Regions from separate parts of the Gossypium hirsutum genome. Here region 2 is linked to region 1. A link is a contact called in public Hi-C data. All regions are on one chromosome and are shown on one strand. The core of a region is the stretch at or near the end of the contact, and the rest is flanking DNA. Distances in the headings are between cores, read along the strand shown.

Region 1 (4,910 bases), core at 2,256-4,755:
TTACTCTCCTCTTACTCCGGCTCTTCACTTATCTAGGTAAATCTACCCCTTTATTACCACTACCATCTTCTCATTGTCTCCTCCCTTGTCCAATACTTGTATCAACAATACTATTTGTCTAATATGTCACGTTAAGAATTAATTTAAAATTTATAAAATATTCAAATTCAAAATTCAAAAAGAATTATAAAAAAGTTCGTCGATTGAAAAAGAAACTGTATGAAGCACATAAGGACGGTTATATGGGTTGTAATGTTTAAAATTTTAATATTTTAGTCAATATTTTCATTAAAAAAACAATTCAATTATTTTTGAAAGATTGAAGGCCAAATTTAGCTAATAAAGAGTAAAGGTCAAATTGACAAAAAAAAATTAAACATTGAAGGCTTAAATTATCATTATGCCTTTTTTATTTTGGGATAATATAATTTTTGCTCCTAAGCTTGGCAACTAAGTTCATTTTGATACATGTACTTTTTTTATCCACTTTGATACTTGAACTTGGCAACTAGATTTAGTTGATATGGATTTAATTGGCAAGTTCAAGTACCAAAATAAAACAAAAATAGAACTTAATTACCAATTTAGGGGCCAAAAAATATATTATCTCTTTTATTTTAATTTGAAAATCTTCATTTCGATTTTAATTATGTTTTATAATAAGTGATTTTTTTTCGAGGGAATATAAAAAGTAAACTTAATAAATGATTCATCACTATTTAGAAATTAAATTTATAAGAGAAAAATTTTAAATTAATTTTGTATTCGATTCCACTCCCATCAAAAGGTGTATTTAGATTAGCTCTCTTCCCGAATGATTTCTCATCCAATTAACAATTATCATTTCTAGACAATACTAGAGCACTAGAAACATAAATTTTTTCTTCTTTTTTCAAATAATCTTTTAGTTGAAATTAGGGTCAACCATGATTAATTCTTTTATCGCGTTCTATTTTTATGGGTGGAGATCAAATCCCTAACCATATAATTAATGGATGAGGTAAGTAACTACCACACTACATCTCAATAACAGGTCTAGATACTCTTAAATATTGTGGCTTGAACACGTCACACACACGTATTTTATTACAACGTCTTAAAAGGATTTGTGTTCATATTGTATTTTCATGAAATTTGACATTTTATTATTTTTAATATTTAAATTAATTCCCTTCTTAAAAAATCTCATTTATATATTTACTAGTTTTTTTACTCATGCGATGCACGGACATACTTAATGTATAAATTAGTTATAATCCTAAAAACCATTAAGATCTATTAAAATTTGAATGTCATAATAAGTTATTTAATAAATAAATTTAAATAATTTAATGTGCACAAATGATAATATTGATTATAATTATAAAACAATTCATGTGCCTTTAATTAATAATGGTGTAAAGTAATACTCGTATATAAATATATATATATATGTATATATATATATGATGTACTGGTTTATTGTATTTAAACTAAAAGGTGCATTTAGTTAATTCATATTTTTTATATATAAAATATTCATATATATGATATAATTTAGTGCACATGTTGTAACATCGATGCCAACGTTGAGTTGCTCAATGCTTTGTTTTAAATATTATTATTATGAAAATAGTGAGAAAATTATAGTGTAAATTAGGGGTGAAGTCAGAAAATTTTAGTAGAGGAAGTCGAAATTAAATTTTAATTTTTACGATAATAAAACTGTAATTTCACCATTTTAATAGTCTATATCTTTATAACTTTTAAAAGATTAAATCAAATTTTTATCATCTTTAGGAAGGTTAAAGTGCAATTTTACTTTTGCTAATTTAAAATTTTAAAAATTTTAAAAGACCTAAACAAAAAATTTTCTATTTTAAGGGGGTCAGGCCCTGCTAGCTCCCCTAACTACGCTCCTAATATAAATGTAAGATATAAGAGTGTTTTCTAGTAAAAGAAAAACTTACAACACTTGCTCGTAACTAAAGAAATAAAACTTTTTGTTTTAAATTTAATATTACCATATAAATTTAAGCACATCCTAAGCTAAACCAAATTATATTCTAAATATTGTTTATCACTAATGGTCCTCATCTTATATTAATATAATTATTATTTTTTAATTATTTGTATAAAAATTTTGGATCCAAATAAAAACCACTCAAATATTACTTTTAATTATTTTTTAATTATTTAATATTACTCTTTGTATCGTATAATTTTGCACTCAAATATTGAATTGAATAATTGCATCTTTAAAATTGAATAATGTCAAAAATCACTCAAGAGAAGAAGAAAAAAAGTTTGGATTGTATATTTTTACACTCGAACTTGAGGCACAGATAAATACCAAAGAAATGTGACTAAATGTCATTTAAGAAAAGTCATAACGGTAAGTGTCGTTTTAGAAATACCATAAAATATCGTTTTAGAAAGGTCATAACACCACGAAAATGCGACTAAATGTCATAACCTCAAAAAGGTTATAATACTAAGTTGCGTTTTAGAAAAATCATAACATTTTGGTGGCTGAGTGCATCATATTTGAATCACCATTCATTTGTAAAATCTCAGTATTGTATTGGATTCACCATGGTGATATCTTAATATTGTATTATATTTGCAAAATTTTAGTACCGTATTAGAATCACCATTCATTTGCATTTGTAAAATTTTAATATTGTATTGAACTAATAGAAATATTATTATATATAAATAACTTTCCATAATTTTCTTACTAAAAATTGTCATTTTAATAAAATATTTTTCAAAAAAGTCACCCGACAGCTTCACCAACGTTAAACACCTAGGTGGACTAAAACTTGTGGGTGAAGAAATTGTAAGAAAAATATTGACAAATTTATAACCGTTAATTATAATTATTCTTAATAATTTAAATTTTATTTCATATTACAATTTATAAAATTATTTTAAATTAATTTTATTGTTATTATTTTTATATTAAAATTTTTATTTTTATATCTTTTATTATAATTTTTTTCATAAATTAATTTATTTGTTAACACAAACTTTTATAATAAAATGTTGATGGTCTTATTTACTATAATTATTTTCAAAGTTATTTATTTTAAAATTTTAAAATTTAAAAGATTATAATATCAACAAATACTATTAATTCATCCGGAAATGCAAATAGGAAATTTGAGAAAAATTTCGAATGAGCAAAATCGCAATTGATTTAAATTTTTTATTTAAACTTTTGAGTACAATAAATAATAAAATAATTCTATTTTTTATGCACAATTTTTATTAATTTATCAATGGAAAAGTCATTAGTGGTTCAATCAAGTTGAAAATTTCTTTTTATTTAAATAAAATTAAATATAAAATTTAATTAAGAAGATTAAAAGAAATTCACAAAATCCCACTTCACACTTCACTCTACGGTGAGGCTGACAAATAAGATCAAAAGTAAGTAACGCGTGGTATGAAATCATTGGGCAGAGGTTTGGTGAGGCTTATCACAATCAATAAATCGGTCTCTTTTGTCTCCATTTACACAGGAAAAAGAAAATAACATGTTTTTGAGGATAAGCACGAGTTGAAGCCTTAAAGGGTAGACTGGACTGCCCCACTGAAAACCAAGGAAAAGATAAGGCTCCACTCCGCTCGCACTCGCCTATATAAAGCCCCATTTTTCTCTCAAGATATTTCTTACTTCGCATACTTCACTTTTCTTTTGGTCAAGCAAGTGATAGATCATCAACAAAATAATGGGTTCTTTACTGTCAGGATGGGATTCTCCTACATCTGATCCTTCATCAGGTTCTTTGCAGAAACCTCTTACTACATGCCTCACTGTTTCCATGCTGTTCTCTGTTTTTGTCTTTTTTTTAAATAAATAAATAAAAAAACTTAACCCTTGTTGTTTAATCTTTGATCATATGAAAAATATTTCAGCTATACTTAAAAGAAATCGGTCACTTACTAAAGAAGAGATTGAAGCTTTCTGGAGATCAAAAAGGAAAACAGAGGAAGAGCATCTTAATGCTATATATGGTTCACCAGATAGTTGCAATCAGCAGGTACAAATTATTTGTTTGATAATCAGTGTAGCATGGTAATTTTGTACTGAACTAGTACCATCTTTTGACATCTATATAACATGAAACTCCATTGATGAAGTATGGAAGGGAATATATGAGATCAAGCTCCATGCCTATACCAAATAGAAACCAGGGTTTCATAGACATGGACACAGAAAAAAGCCTGGAAAATATCGTAAAGCAAAGTGGGTGGTAAGTAGCTAAAATCTTAATACCCACCAAAAAGAAAAGCTTAAAAACTTGAAATTAAGAGATTTTCCATGGATGATTGTAGGTGGACAAGGAGCACTTGGGCATTCTTGAATGAACCTCCAGTTCTTGACCGACCTACAAACAATTACCAACCACAGTTCCATGTTGCCAGCCTCGCTACTTCAAAGTTTAACAAGAATTCTGGAATCAGTGCCAATTAGTGTTTTTAACTCCTAATGGTATCTTATGTGGGTGTATTTATCTACTTAATCTGTTTATATAGAACATAATATTACTGAGATAATATTCTGGTTTGTGCGTGTTGAGTGTGTCATGGTTTTGAATCTGTACAAAGTATAGAGAGAGGACTAAATTAGTGATAGTAGTGTGGGGATGAATCTGTTGCAAGTATTGGTCTCTAGGGTTCCTTTGACAGCTTAAGATTTGCTAAGCTTTTGTGCTGTATACAGATCTGTATGACGGATTTTTCTTCTAGTGGTGGCTTTTTCTTTTTCTTTTTTTTGGTAAACCAAGAAGAATTGTGCAAAATCGTTTTATGATTTCATAGTTTTTCACTGCACTATGTTAAAAGAATCCAGGTTCTTGAGAAAGTTTATTATGATTCCCGAAAATATTATCGGAATTGAACACTGATTATTTAGTTTAGAA
Region 2 (4,518 bases), core at 489-2,988, 300 kb before region 1:
AAACTCCTTAACATCTTTAATTCCTCCGGCAACGAACTGTACAAAGAATTCCTACTAAGATCAAGCTTAACCAGCCTTGAAAGATTGCCAAACTGAATAGGAATTGAACCAGAAAGATTATTATCTGAAACATTGAACACTTGAAGACCTCGTAAAGTGCCTAAACTAGGTGGAATTGACTCAGATAAGTAATTTGAAGCAAGTTCAAGCCTTTCCATGTTTCCAAAAGACCCAAAACTTGAGGGAATCGAACCGGTAAGCGAATTAACCGAAAGATCAAGAAATTTTAAGTTCCTTAATAGTCCCAATGTAGCAGGAATCAAACCAGCAAGATTGTTATCATGAAGATACAAAGAAGTGAGTCGACTCAAGTTACCGAGCGTACCAGGGATTGAACCGGAGATATTGCATGAGCGGAGATCAAGAACCTCGAGATTAGCCAACCGGTTTCCGAACGAATCCGGTATTGACCCGGGAAGCGGGAACCCAGAGGCATTGAAGGAAACTAACCGGGCCAAGTTAACCATAGAATCAACATTGAACTTGGGACTGAGTCGTCCAAGTCTGGTTCTTTTTAAACCGGAAACACTGATTTTGGAGACGGAGCCGTTCCGACATTCGATACCGAGCCACGACGAGCAGGGGTCGGACTTGATGGGCCAATCTTTGCCTCGGAGACCTAAAGATGCGCGGAGATCCAGCAATGCCCGCCGTTCGATTGGAGAACTTAACCGAGCTTTCTGAGCTACCACGCACTGGATCAAGAACAAGATTACAGCTAACAAGAATATTGATAACGCATTTCTTTGAGCTTCCATTGATAATGCGAAGCTGATGCTGATGAACTTCAATGGCGGCTAAGTGTCTAACTCATCTTCTTCCTAACAAAATAAAAATCTGTTAGTTTCGTATGTTTACCATTACCATTACTATCAGAGAGCTCTCTTTCTCTTACTAATCTGTGCATTTTATGTTCTTACTTGATTTACAGAAAGTAAAATTAAAGAAAAAAAGAGGGGGGGGTTATTAAGTAATAACTATTACTCAAAAATAGAGAGAGAAAAAATTAAAAAAAATTCTTATTCTTGGTAAATTCTTACCACCAATCACGAGCTTTGATTCTGCATTCGATGTTGTTTACCGCCGATCCCGAATTAATAATAATTTATACAAATAAAAGAAAAATCAAATAGAACTTGATGTATTAAATCCAAAAGAAATTCAAAGAAAAAATGAATGATGGCACGGGGTTTTAAGGGAAGGGAGGGTCAGGTGACATTAATGAGATGAAAGCAAAAAAATGAGGGAAGGGTTTGTTTGCCCAACCGCAGGGCTTTCTGCAAATACAGTTTTACTTTACTATCCACCGGAGCTATTTAGTGAACCTACCATTTCAACAAACTCAAAAGACTCTAAACCTTTCAATTTGATTATTACTACTCACTCAGAGCATCAATGGTGATATGGAGTTTTATGCTTCATTGACTTGGAATTCTTTTTTTCCACTCAAATTTTGTAAAAAATTAACTAAAATTGTTCAAATAAATTATTATACCTTAAAAAAAGAAAAGGTGGAATCTTGATCCTGAAAACCCACTCAGCCTATACCCAACAACAATATGGAATAATAAAATAAAAAAGGGTGAATCCTTTCGTTTTCACATCATAATCAATCAAAATACAAAGTGTTGTAAGTGGCAAATAGAGTGGGGATATATGGATCAAGTCTTAAAAGTCTTCTTCAGCGACATTTACCTGATGAAATTTGTGCTTTATTATTACTCTACCTTCATCAACTATTCTTATTTCTTTTTCCAATTATATGATATTTGAAGTTGGATAATTTTCACACTCGAGCCATTTAGATTTTAAGTTTTTTCTTTCACTTACCCATCCTATTTGAAGAGAGTTTCACTTATAATTGTCTCTTTATTTGTTTATTTTTTCACTTTTAATTACAAAAAATAAAAAATAAAATTAAATCAAATATATTTAACTTCTTTCATTAAAAAATTAAAATTAAATCCAATTAAAAGTAATCATTTTAAATTTATTAACCTTGATATAATTCATTAAATTAAATCAAGCGATCAAACTTTTGATTTTGAGCAAAACATTGATGAAATTTGTGTTTATAAACGTATTGTGGATGGAAAGCTAGTTTTTCTAATTCTGTATGTCGATGACATTCTACTCATTGGAATGTTGTAGATAAATTGTCATCGGATTGTGGTTAACCCAACAATTTAGTATGAAAGATTTAGGTGAATCTAACTATGTTCTAGGAATTTGAATACTTAGGGATAGAAAGAATAAAGTGATAGCTTTATCGCAAGGTTCATAAATAGACAAGCTATTGAAACGTTTTACAATGATCAATTCAAAAAAGGGATCATAACCTTTTGTTTTGAGATTTGATTTTTTCTTTAGAAGACTATCTCAAGGTAGCAAAAGAAAGAGAACATAAGAGAAAAGTTCCTTATGCTTTATGGCATTGGCAGTAGGAAATCTCATGTATGTTATGCTATTATACCCACGTCTAGATGTTTGTTATGTAGTAACAATGGTAAGTCAATATCAAGTGAATCCCGATCCAAAACACGCGCAAAAAATTAAGCATATACTCAAGTATTTATGGAGAACTAAGGATTACATGCTTGTATATTTCAGAGGGGATTTAACTCCTATCAGATATATAGACTCTGATTTTAAAACGTGTTGAGATTCGAGGAAATTGACATTGAATTGTGTCTTTATCCTTGGCGACGAGTCCATAGTGTGGAGAAGTGTCAAGCAAGGCTGTAACACCTAATACCCGACCCAATCATCAGGTCCAGGTACAAGATGAGACAATAACCCAATAACTCAACACTATTTAAAATTCTACATTCGTTTCATACTTGAACAACTTAAATTTCAAAACCAAACTATTAAGATCCGTACAAAACTGGCGATAATTTTTACAATTTCGATTCCCACATCCATTTATAAGTTTCAAATTAAGACTCAGTTACTAACACAATCACTTAAATCCTGAGGCGTGGCCTCCAAGGAAACCCCTCTCTATATATGAAATAGCTATCACTCCCACCTCTAACTCTGGTGGGGTTTGGCTTAGTCCCTCCTCTTTATTTTCAAGTCATTATCTATCCTATACCCAATCAATAATTTTATAAGTTCAGAAGAACTTAGTGAGATATGTACATAAAATTCATGGAAGATTGCTTAAATCTTAAGAAAATAAGACTCTATGTACAGAATTAAACTCCCTGAATTTTATAGGAGGATTCGCGAACTTAGTCGATAAGGCCAATGCCTCATTCTCTCTGAGTCGCTTATTGGCAGACGTAGTCTCTGGACTGGTCATAACCATGTTCTATCTAGAGATGTTCTCTCATGGGTCTTACCCTATTTTATTGTTGTTCAGACTTATGTTATACCACTTTCATGTTATGTCACATCCTTGGTACCTGTATTCATTATTTCTGACTGACGACAACGATTGGCGTCCACCTAGTATTTGCCATAATTACAGATCCTTACCTACATAAGATATCTTTCTAATATCTTCTTTTTCTTGGCGGACTAGTGCCCAAGATGTAACTCCATAGTACTTATTCTTTTAATCCCATCTTTCAAGGTACTCCAATGGATAGGTAGTTCCTGGCGTACCATTTCATACTCAGGTATTCATTGGTCGTTTTCACTCTTGGTAGACCTACAAGGTATCTCCATATTACATGGCCTTAATGGACTCCCTCTTCTCACTATTTTTTGGAGGACTCTCTACCATAGTAGTTCCCAGCGGACTTCTTTGTTATTAGTCTTAGTGGTCTTTTCTTTGCATTATGTAGTCCTAGCTAGGCATACTTTCCTGGAAATTTTTTGGCAGACTTTATTGGTCATTCAGCCTTGTGCGGGCATTTTCTCCTATAAGGTCTCTTGATGGACTTCTCACCCTTTCGATTATCTCTTTGCCAATTGCCGAATTAAGACCTTAACCTATAATAATCCCTTTCGTATCTGTTCAGCCAATGTGGGTTTCGTGATATTTCTGGCGGATTCTTACTGGTAGGTACTAGTACTATGTATGCTAATTTGTTTAAGGAATTTCTCCTTTTTTTTGCACAAACCGGTGTTGAGGCATTTCTTTCGCTTCACTCTCCATTTCACTTTGGCGAGTCCTCGTGTTATCCCGTTTGCTTGCGTTCCCCAAACGTGCCAAGACCATTCTGTCTCGCAACTTGACATAAGTCACACCGCGACTTCTTCTTTATTCTTTGGTTGGATTATTGGTTTACTGTCTTGCAATCCCCATATGTTGTCATAACAGATATATGGTCTTAAACATGTAATCCCCATGTTTAATGGCCTAAAGGAATCCATGTGTTGTCATAGCTGAGCTATGGTCTTACACATGTAATCCCTATTTTTAATGTCCTGGCGGACTCTATTAGTTGCCATAGCTGAGCTATGATCTCACACCTTAACCTCTTTCATGGTGTTGCCTCGAAGGAT

Evidence for each region. A called contact is a pair of places that touch in the nucleus more often than the background predicts.
Region 2: a Hi-C map of leaf shows a contact between it and region 1, with 2.6 times the contacts expected there. The contact joins the promoter of LOC107922304 here to the promoter of LOC107922671 in region 1. A contact is called at or near these places in 5 of 34 Hi-C or Micro-C datasets (callus and leaf).

What each region holds. Positions count from the first base shown.
Region 1 is chrD01:19,047,080-19,051,989 of Gossypium_hirsutum_v2.1, reverse strand. It overlaps LOC107922671, which reads left to right and starts at 3,505. Exons shown (of 4, transcript XM_016852804.2): 1 at 3,505-3,768; 2 at 3,904-4,028; 3 at 4,129-4,241; 4 at 4,324-4,736. The coding sequence starts at 3,717. The coding sequence ends at 4,462.
Region 2 is chrD01:19,347,313-19,351,830 of Gossypium_hirsutum_v2.1, reverse strand. LOC107922304 (probable LRR receptor-like serine/threonine-protein kinase At2g16250) reads right to left here and starts at 1,738. Exons shown (of 5, transcript XM_041087259.1): 1 at 1,101-1,738; 2 at 1-877. The coding sequence starts at 818.